2 separate regions of the Sus scrofa genome follow, and region 1 is linked to region 2. A link is a contact called in public Hi-C data. All regions are on one chromosome and are shown on one strand. The core of a region is the stretch at or near the end of the contact, and the rest is flanking DNA. Distances in the headings are between cores, read along the strand shown. Region 1 has its middle 270 kb from the start of TNS1. Region 2 has its middle 330 kb from the start of TNS1.

Region 1 (4,534 bases), core at 1,119-3,618, 68 kb before region 2:
CAGGGATAGAACCCACAACCTCATGGTTCCTAGTTGGATTCATTTTCTGCTGCACCACGATGGGAACTGCAAAAGAGCCTCTTCTGCAGCTCCTGGGAGACTGGTGCTGGGTGGAGAAGAGGTGGCAAAGGATGGCTTAGGGTATGGGTTTCCTCTAAGAATGGAGCTAGGGTGCATGACTCCCCAAGAGCCATTCTGAGGCTTAAAGGCAATGGTAATTAGCTCTTTCAGGGAGGTAAAGGGCTTTCCTCCTTGGCTGAAGAATCAAGATTATTCTGTGTAGCTCTAGAGGGCTATTATGGGGTGCATCAAGTTTATGTTTTCCACAAAGACACTCCAAAACTTAGTGACTTTAAGAAAACCACCATTTATTTGGCTCATGATTTTGAGAGTGTGCCACTTGGGCTGGGGTCAGCAGGGCGGTTCTGCAGATCTGGGCCAGCTGGGATGATCTCTTGGGTGCATCTGGCATCAGTCAGAAGGTTGTCATTGGCCTGGCTGGTCTAGGGTGGTTCAGTTCTCTTCCATGTGTCAGTTCATCCTTCAGCAGGCTACCCTGATCTCATCCTCACTGTGTTGATAGGGTTCCCAGAGAGTAGACCTAGGCAGGACCCCTTGAAGCCTAGGCTCCTTAATGGCATGATATTACTGTTGCTGTATTCTATTGGTCAAAGCAAGTTCTGCAAACTCACATGTGAAGGGCGTGAATAAAAAGAAGTGGAGAATGATGGCCATTTCTACAGTCTGCCACAGGGGGTTCAGATTCTGACTTGACATTTGGAAACACTTTCTAGATGAGCTAGAGCTGCTCAGTTGTGGGACAGACACTGCCCCTGCCCCCCATCATGGACCTGCTCTGGAGGAAGGACTACCTCTCAAGTGATCAGAATCGGACCATGTTGCCTCTAAAAGCACTTCTCGTCCAAGTGTTTCTTTACTAGGAGCTTATTTTCAACAACCCAGAGTAGAATATTTTCATACCCTGAGAATCAGAAGAACTAGAATCATTTCCCAAATCCCTGATAGCCCCAATCTTAACCACATCCTCCCTCCTCCTCCCCTTCTTAATGCTGACCAGATTCTTCTCTTTCCCTTTCACCCACAATAACATTCTCTAGTCCTGTGCACCTGCCTGGGCTCTGCTTGATTAGGGTTAGGTAGGGAGCCGAAGAGAAAGAATAAAGTGTGCCTCCCAAGACCAAGGTTGCTGGGCTCCGAATTTATGCTGTGGCCTCTAAAGAATCATGTGTATTGGAGAAGAGAAAGGAAATAGCATGTACATATCTTTCAAAGAAAAGTCCACGTGCAGAGAGTGGAAATTAGAAGAAACCAACAACCTGACCCAGAGTTGGTTCTAAAGGAGGGAGATGTGAACTTGAGCCCCGGAGCTGCAGCCAGGACAGGAAGTGGGCTTGGCCTGCACGAGGGGCATATGCCACATGGAAAACCACGCTGGGCCTCAGGCTCCCTGTCTTCCTAATTCCCTTCAGCGTCCAGCCCCTCCTGACCCTGGGAACAATGCACCTCTGTGCTGAAGGGTTTCCAGCCTGAGCAGCCGAGACTGTGCCCTTTGTGACGGCTGGGAGAGGAAGAATGGAGAAGCTGGTTTGGACGTCTGTGCTTGTGAATCACTCAGGTCACATGGCTGGGCCGGCTGCAGAGGCTCCCCGGGGCCACACAAGGGCACACGGGGAGCATGGCCTGAGGCCACGCCTAGAGGCTGGTGAGCCAGCTGCAGGGTGCCCTGCTCTGAACCAAACAGCCAGGGAAAGGATGGAGAATGGGGTGGGGGTGGGGGAAGGTCTGGCACAGCCAGGGCCATGGAGGACATAGGTGCCCCAGTGCAGGCTCTGGACCCGGGACATCTCTCTCTGAATCCCAGAGCAGTTGCAGAGTCTGTGTCTCATGTTCTTGTGTCACAGAATGTCTGGTTCATCTCCACAGCCTGCAGGACTCTGGCTGGTCCCTTGATGCAGGCAAGTCAGGACTCCCTACTATGGGACGGCTTTCCCCAGGGACTGGAGTATGGCCAGAGCATGGAGAAACCAGCCCATGATGGAGCAGAGAGGTTACAGTGTTGGGCAGGAGCCCCGGGCTGCTCTGTTTCCCAGAACTGTCTGGATTCTGAGTTCAGAATGAGAAATGCCCAGAGGGCAGACTGGAGAGTGGTGAGCGTCAGGGTGGGTGGAAGATTGAGGCCAGGCAGAACGGATTCCTAAAGGTGATCACAGTCCCCTGCCCCTGTTTCAACGTGGAGGGGGCCTGCACAACGTGGAGACAGGGAAATGGATCCCAGGACCCTGAGCTATCTGCTGAATTAAATCCACCTGCCCCAGCCCAGCCTGCGTGCCTTCTCCCTGGTGCCCTGCAGAGGGCAGTGTGGTACCATGGGCTGCACTCTGCTGCCTCATCAACTTTTCTTTCCACTCCACTGCCCTCCTAATCTTTTCAAACCAAAGCTGCTTAGACACACACAACCTGAGCCCTGCTTGAATGACATGGATTTAGTCTGGTGTTCTGGGCTCCTTTTGCTAAGAGAAGCCCCCCGGCCTTGGATTTGCTTAGAGAGAATGCCTAACTCTCCCCAAATCCTAAAGGCAGCTGTAAAGATGGGCAGAATGTGGCTGTATGTTGGTAGACCTTTATGGTTTTCAAGATACATTCTTGTCTGTTCCTCACAATAGTTCAGAGAGGAGGGTGGGAGCTCTATTTTATAAAAGAGATCTGAGTCCCAAGGAGGTGAAGTGACAGCACGGAGTGTTTCAACTGGTACGAGACAGAGCCACGTGGGGACCACTGTCTTCCAACCCTCCATCTAGTGCTCCTGAAATTCAACCAGCACCACCCCAACCCCCCCAACAACCTTCCCCCTCTTTGTGGTTGTATTTTCTCCCAAGAGAGAGTCCTGACGATATCTCCACCCTTCTAGATTCTCATGCTATGCCCTGGTCAACTGTATAATCCTGGACAAGTCACTTCCCCTCTCTGGGACTTGCTGTCTCCATCAGGAAAACGAGGGTTTTGGATCAGATGGTCTCTATGGTGGCTTGGTGTCTTGATCTTTCATGTTTCCATGTTTCAGCTGTGTTGCCCATTCTAAGTTACCTGATTGAATTGAAGAATAAAACTCTGAAGGGTGTGGTGGGGTGGAGCTGCTGTGTAAATTCGAATCAGGCGTCTGACCCAACTCTTGCCTTTGAACTGGTTGTTCCCATTCAGTGGATATAGACTTTGCCACCCAGGGCTTAGGAGAGTCAGTTCAAACCACATGGGGTGTCCCTCATGCTGACAAGTGACACAGACAAGAATGTCAGTGAGGAGTGCCCATCGTGGCTCAGGGGAAATGAATGTGACTAGCATCCATGAGGATGCAGGTTGGATCCCTGGCCTCGCTCCGTGGGTTAATGATCTGGCATTGCTATGAGATGTGGTATATGTTGCAGATGCAGCTTGGATCCCGAGTTGTTGTGGTTGTGGTGTAGGCTGGCAGCTCTGATTCGACCCCTAGCCTGGGAACCTCCGTATGCTGTGAGTGTGACCCTGCAAAAAGAAAAAAAAAAAAAAAGGAATGTCAGTGAGCACAGATGACTGTCCATGACTCAGCCCAGTTGAGCTCCACACTCAGAAGCTCACTAGGAGATGATGGGGGAGGCACCATGTTCCCCTGGGGGTCTTGCCCTTCCTGGGCCATTTCTACAGTCATCATTTACAGCCCCAGCTGTTGGGAGGCAGCACAAGCTTATTTTCAAGGAGATCTGCTTCTTTCCAAGGGTGGGCATTGGACAAAGAGGCAAACCCTTTAAGGCACACCCAGGGTGAAGCCTACAAGACATCTCTGGGGTGTACAGCATAAGGAGATGTGGAAGGAGAGAGCCTGTAATTCAGAGTGCCCTTATCATGTCATCAGCCGCCATTCCTTGAGGACTAAATCAACCAGGTGATACTGTTAATATTCCCATTTAACAGATGAAGGAATTGAGGCCTAGAGACGTTGACTAGTCCAAGGTCTTATAGCTCAGCAGATGTGTTTTAGGATTGAAAAACACACATCCTTCATCACTGCTCTGGGCTGTGACTATCTCTCTGGGATTGGGTTATCTTCCTTGTTCTCTGGGCAGAGAAATTAGGAGATACCATCTTAAGAGGATAAATGTGCATCTGAGGAAGAACACTGGCTGTCCACACTCTTCCCAGAAATCTGGGTTATGATTAGTCTTTGTAGGTACCTATCCATCTATCATATCATATCTGTCTGTCTATCTGTCTGTCTATCTATCTATCTATCTATCTCTCTATCATCTACCTTCTCCCCACCCCCCCCACCCCAACATCCCATCAAGGAGGAAGTATAAAAAGACCCAAAGTTGGTTTTACTTTCCCCCATCACTGTTCTGATAGCCCAGCAACACGGGGAGTGTTGGTACTGAAACTGAGCAGGGCCCTGTGGGCTCCTGGGCACACAAACCTTTCTATGTCCCTCATTTCTTGTTTTTAGGGAATAAATTTCAGCTTCCATGACCTTCCCTGAGTTCCA
Region 2 (4,818 bases), core at 320-2,819:
CAAACAAAAATAAGAAGGGTATAAGGACTGGCTAGAATCCTGAGAAAACAAGATATCTGATGTGATGTGTTCAGTGGACTTGTCTGGAAAATAATCAGTTCAACAAATATTTGCTGGGTACAGTCTCAATTTTCCCTGTCATTTTCTTTCACCCTCCAGCCCAAGGGGCTCTGTGCTTTCTGGCAGGACTGTTAGGGAAGAAAGGGCTAGGGCTAGGGCTGGGTCTGGGGGCTGTCATGTTTGCACATTTCTAGACACTCCAGCACATTCAGCAATGGGTTAGGGAGTTGAACAGGGCCCACTGTATATGAAGAGAATAAGGGGCTAAGCAAATAGGGGTCTGTTGGTGAACAGGAAATAAAGGTAACATTAGGGGCAATGGGAAAAGAGACCTTCCTCCTCCATCTTTAACTACACAGTTGCCTGCACAGGTCTCTGTGTTGGGGGACCTGTGGAGTGCCTTGCCAGGATGCCTGCCTTCCAAAGGATTATGGCAAGGGGTGGGGGAGGGAGCAAGTGATTTAGAGTCACACAGATCTGCTTACCAGCTGTATGACCTGGGCCCTGCTTGCCTCAAGCTCTCTGAGCCTCAGTTTCTTCAGCTGGAAAATGAGGATCAAAATAGCACCTGACTCATGGGATTATTCTGAGGACTAAATACAATAATGTATGTGAAAATGACTTTGTAGAATGTCAGTCACTATTTAAAGATTAAATATGAATAGTGATGAGAAGTTTTCCAGTATAATTGCCCTTGTCTTTTTAAAAAACATTTTTCATTATAGTTGATTTACAATGTTCTGTCAATTTCTGCTGTACGGCAAAGTCACCCAGTCATATACATATAGACATTCTTTTTCTCACATTATCCTCCATCATGTTCCATCACAAGTGACTAGATATAGTTCCCTGTGCTATACAGCAAGATCTCATTGCTTATCCACTCCAGATGCAACAGTCTGCATCTACTAACCCCAAACTCCCAGTCTATCCCACTTCCTCCCCTCAACATTGTCTTTAAATGCAAACACATTAAGCCCCTTCCAAACCTCTGGAGGGGCTAACATCCAGGAGGGAAAAACCACCCTGGCCTCTCCGTATTTATAAGGCTGTGCCCTCAGCCACAAGGTGACCAGTGAGTGTATGGATGAAGCACTCTGCTTTTTGAGAATGTGCACAAGTCTTTTTTCTCACATTTCATGACCCTTTATTGATTTTTAAAATATGATTCATTGTGCCATTACATCTAGTTGACCCTCTCATGTTTTTTTGTTTGTGTGTGTGTGCGTGTTTTGCTTTGTTTTGTCTTGTGAATCAAATGTAGAAAATAAAACATTACTTCCAAATGGTTGGAGTTAGAGGAAGTGGGGGAGGAAACATGGCCCCAAGCTGAACCCTAAGGAGATTAGAGGCAGAGCTCCATAGCTTTCTGGAAACATGCCCACCTTCCACTCTCTCCTTGCCTCACTGTGGGTTGGTTTATGGTACTGACTTCTTCTTCTCTGCCCTGGGTGGTGGTGGGGAACATGCCACTTGCTGATCATCCATCCAGAGCTACAGGATGGGACCACTTCCAAGGCCAGGGCTGGGAGTGTGTCACTTTGCCCAGAGACAGAAAACACAGGGTGGGTGGAGGGTCAGCAGGGAGAAGCAATTTTCCTGGCACCAGGTCCTGCTCCTGGGGGAATGAGGATGTGAAAATGTTCTCTTTAGTTTTAGTGGTTCCTGTTTAGCAACTGATAATCTCCCCTTCTGCTGAGGGCATGGATTCAGTTAATGCTGGGGTTTTTGGCCTGTTAAATTGTTACAATGCAAAGTGACAACCCCTTTGCTGGCCAAGGATATTTATTTCAAGTCCTAAATCAATTTCAGTCCCTCTCTCTCTCTCACCACTTTTCTCCTCCTGGTGTACCCCTCCCCTCTGGAACTTGGGAAAATCCAATTTCCTTCCTGCCTTAATCTCTCTCCAGCTTTTGCACTGGCTCTGCTCTGCCCGCACCTGCTCCTTCCAGCTGTGAGATTCCTTTTGGTAAAATACTTTGTGTCCTGCCAAGTTGTCGATGGACAAGACCCCCATGGCCGCTTCCTGGCTCCCTTAATGAACACAGTTGTTCTGTCCCACTGGGTCCCCAGGAGCTCCCCGTTTCAATCTATTAGCCAGGGGTGGTTTCCACATTTAGAATTAGACCCCTGCCCTGGGCCCCCAGGCGCCTGCTCTTGACTGAAGAAAGAATTTGAAATCTAGCACTCCCCATGCTGGTACTAAGTGCTTTGAGCTTTACAGTCCCTACTCCTGTATCACAGGAGTGTCAGGCTAAGCAGAGAGACTCCAGATCTGCTGTCTCCCCAGCCTAGGGCTAAACTATCATTATTAATGACAGCAATCACCGCCCAGAACTCAGGTCGTAAATAATAAGTGTCTTTGAGCAGTCAGAAGAATGGCTGCACACATTCATCATCTACTGACCTCTCGAAATTGCCATGGGAATGAACAGCAGAGCTATTATGACCAATTTCTATCTCTATGTCAGTGCTAACAACTTAGTTTTATTTAAAAAGTCCAGCAGTTCCTGTTGCAGCTCAGCAGCGATGAGCCTGACTAGTGTCCATGAGGATGAGGGTTTGATCCCTGGCCTCACTCAGCTCAGTGGGTGAAGGATCTGGCGTTGTTGTGGCTGTGGTGTAGGCTGGCAGCTATAGCTCCCATTTGACCCCTAGCCTGGGAACCTACTTTTTTAAGTGCAGCCCTAAAAAAGTAATAAATAAATAAATAAATAAATGAATATAAAAAGGAAAGTCCAAAGCAGCAGGAACTTCATGCAACAGTGATAGTCATTCTATAAAAAAAAAGATTCTGCTACCAAATGAGTTTGGAAAACTCTTTGTTCTAAAAAAAAAAAGTTAAATAGATTTCTCTTTCTTTCTTTCTCTCTTTCTCTTTTTCTCTCTATCTCTTTCTTCCTTCCTTCCTTCCTTCCTTCCTTCCTTCCTTCCTTCCTTCCTTCCTTCCTTCCTTTCTTTCTTTCTTTCTTTCTTTCTTTCTTTCTTTCTTTCTTTCTTTCTTTCTTTCTTTCTTTCTTTCTTTCCTTCTTTTTTGCCTTTTAGGACTGCACCCATAGCCTATGGAGGTTCCCAGGCTACGGGTTGAACCGGAGCTATAGCAGCCGGCCTACGCCACAGCCACAGCAACACCAGATCTGATCCACATCTGCAACCTACATCACAGCTCATGGCAACACCAGATCCTTAACCCACTGAGTGAGGCCGGGGATTGAACTCACAATCTCATGGTTCCTAGTCGGATTTGTTAACCACTGTGTCATGACGGGAACTCCCTAAATAGGTTTCCTCGTAGAAAGATTTTTCTGTCTTTAATATATTAATGTGCTTTGGGAATTTCCAAGAGAGGTAATTTGTGTTTCCCCAAAGTTTATTTGACTTTAACTTTTCCCCACTTTCAGCATACTCATATCTTGAATAGTGTGAATAGGGCACACTATTCAGTGGTGTGCTGGAAATATTTAACAATTGGCTCTCTAGGAGGGGGTCAAATTAGTAGGGTTTGCTCGTTTCCCCATTAGTAGGGTTTGCTTGTTTCCATGGTGTAAAAACTCCCACCATGACTGCTTTCAAGTTGCCAGAATGAAGGCACCGAATGTGATGTTGGCTTCTTCACTTGCTTTCTAAATCCTTGGGTTCTTCCTCTCCTTCCCTCCTTTCTCTTGTCCCTAGGTGATCTATTCCATTCTCTTGGGTTTAAATACACCATTATTCTGATAACTCCCAAATACATGATTTGAAAGCAGACATTTTCTCTGAGCCCCACACTTCTACTACCAAGAGCTGAATTATTATTTCTGTCTGGGTATCTTTCTTCCAAGTTTCTTAATTTTAACGTGCAGAAAGGAACTTCACGTACCTTTTGCCCTCTTTCTCCTGCAGCCTTCTTTATCTCATAGCATTTCCTTTGATTTAGTTGCCTAAACCCCAATCTAGTAATCATTCTTGATCAATCAATCAATCTGGTAGTCCTGTGCATGACATGCGGAAGTTCCCAGGACAGAGAGATCAGAATTGAGCCACGGTAGCGACAATGCTGGATCCTTAACCCACTGAGCCACCAGGGAATCATTCTTTGTTTGTTTGTTTTGGAACTTTACCAAGAATTGTTCACCACTTTGAAATATTTCATCATTAACAACAGCGCTTCTGGTATCTGAGTTGACCACACAACCACACCTATATCAGTTTGCATTTGTAGTTGTCACATTCACATTGATTCTGCTTATATAGACACGTGAACATGCACATTTAGCCTTTATCTCAAAATGTTCAATATAAAGAAAAAGCGTCAACAGTAAACATCATTTGAGTCCTACTTATCATACATACACATTTACTCATTATAACTAGGAGCAAGCATCTGCCAATTTCTTCATGTCTCTAGTGTAATCGTGCCTGAAACATCATTATAAATTACTTTTAATTATTGATTTTCTGTTCAAGAGGATATTCCATTATTTTCTAAAAATTTAGACTACCTGTGAATTTCTTTTCAAGATAGCAAAGAGGGATTTATAAATATATATTTTAAATGATGGTATTGTGTTTGATAGGCTTGAAAACCATTGGCTAATTCCTCAAAGTTACAAGTCGGGGAATCATTCTTGATTGAACTTTTGTTCTTATCTCTCACATCCAATCTATCAGTCTTGAATAAATGAGTTTTACTCTACTTTCCCCTTTTACCTTGAGACTTATTCTCTTGTATAACACGCAAGGTCTGAAACACTCTACTTGGTCCATATTCTTCTGCCT

What was found. Hi-C and Micro-C count contacts between places; a contact is called where the count stands out from the background.
Region 1: a Hi-C map of skeletal muscle shows a contact between it and region 2, with 2.6 times the contacts expected there. The contact joins two enhancer-like sites. A contact is called at or near these places in 3 of 47 Hi-C or Micro-C datasets (embryonic fibroblasts, fetal heart ventricle and skeletal muscle) and 1 of 2 datasets of contacts at active chromatin or transcription factors (skeletal muscle).

What each region holds. Positions count from the first base shown.
Region 1 is chr15:119,875,610-119,880,143 of Sscrofa11.1, reverse strand. No RefSeq gene overlaps it. Among named protein-coding and RNA genes, the nearest start is that of TNS1, 270 kb to the left of the region's middle. Within about 2 kb of position 2,368, at least 21 of the 83 cell types and tissues checked have an H3K27ac peak or open chromatin away from gene starts, as enhancers often do. A contact at or near this core is called in skeletal muscle, where this site is marked.
Region 2 is chr15:119,806,607-119,811,424 of Sscrofa11.1, reverse strand. No RefSeq gene overlaps it. Among named protein-coding and RNA genes, the nearest start is that of TNS1, 330 kb to the left of the region's middle. Within about 2 kb of position 1,569, at least 10 of the 83 cell types and tissues checked have an H3K27ac peak or open chromatin away from gene starts, as enhancers often do. A contact at or near this core is called in skeletal muscle, where this site is marked.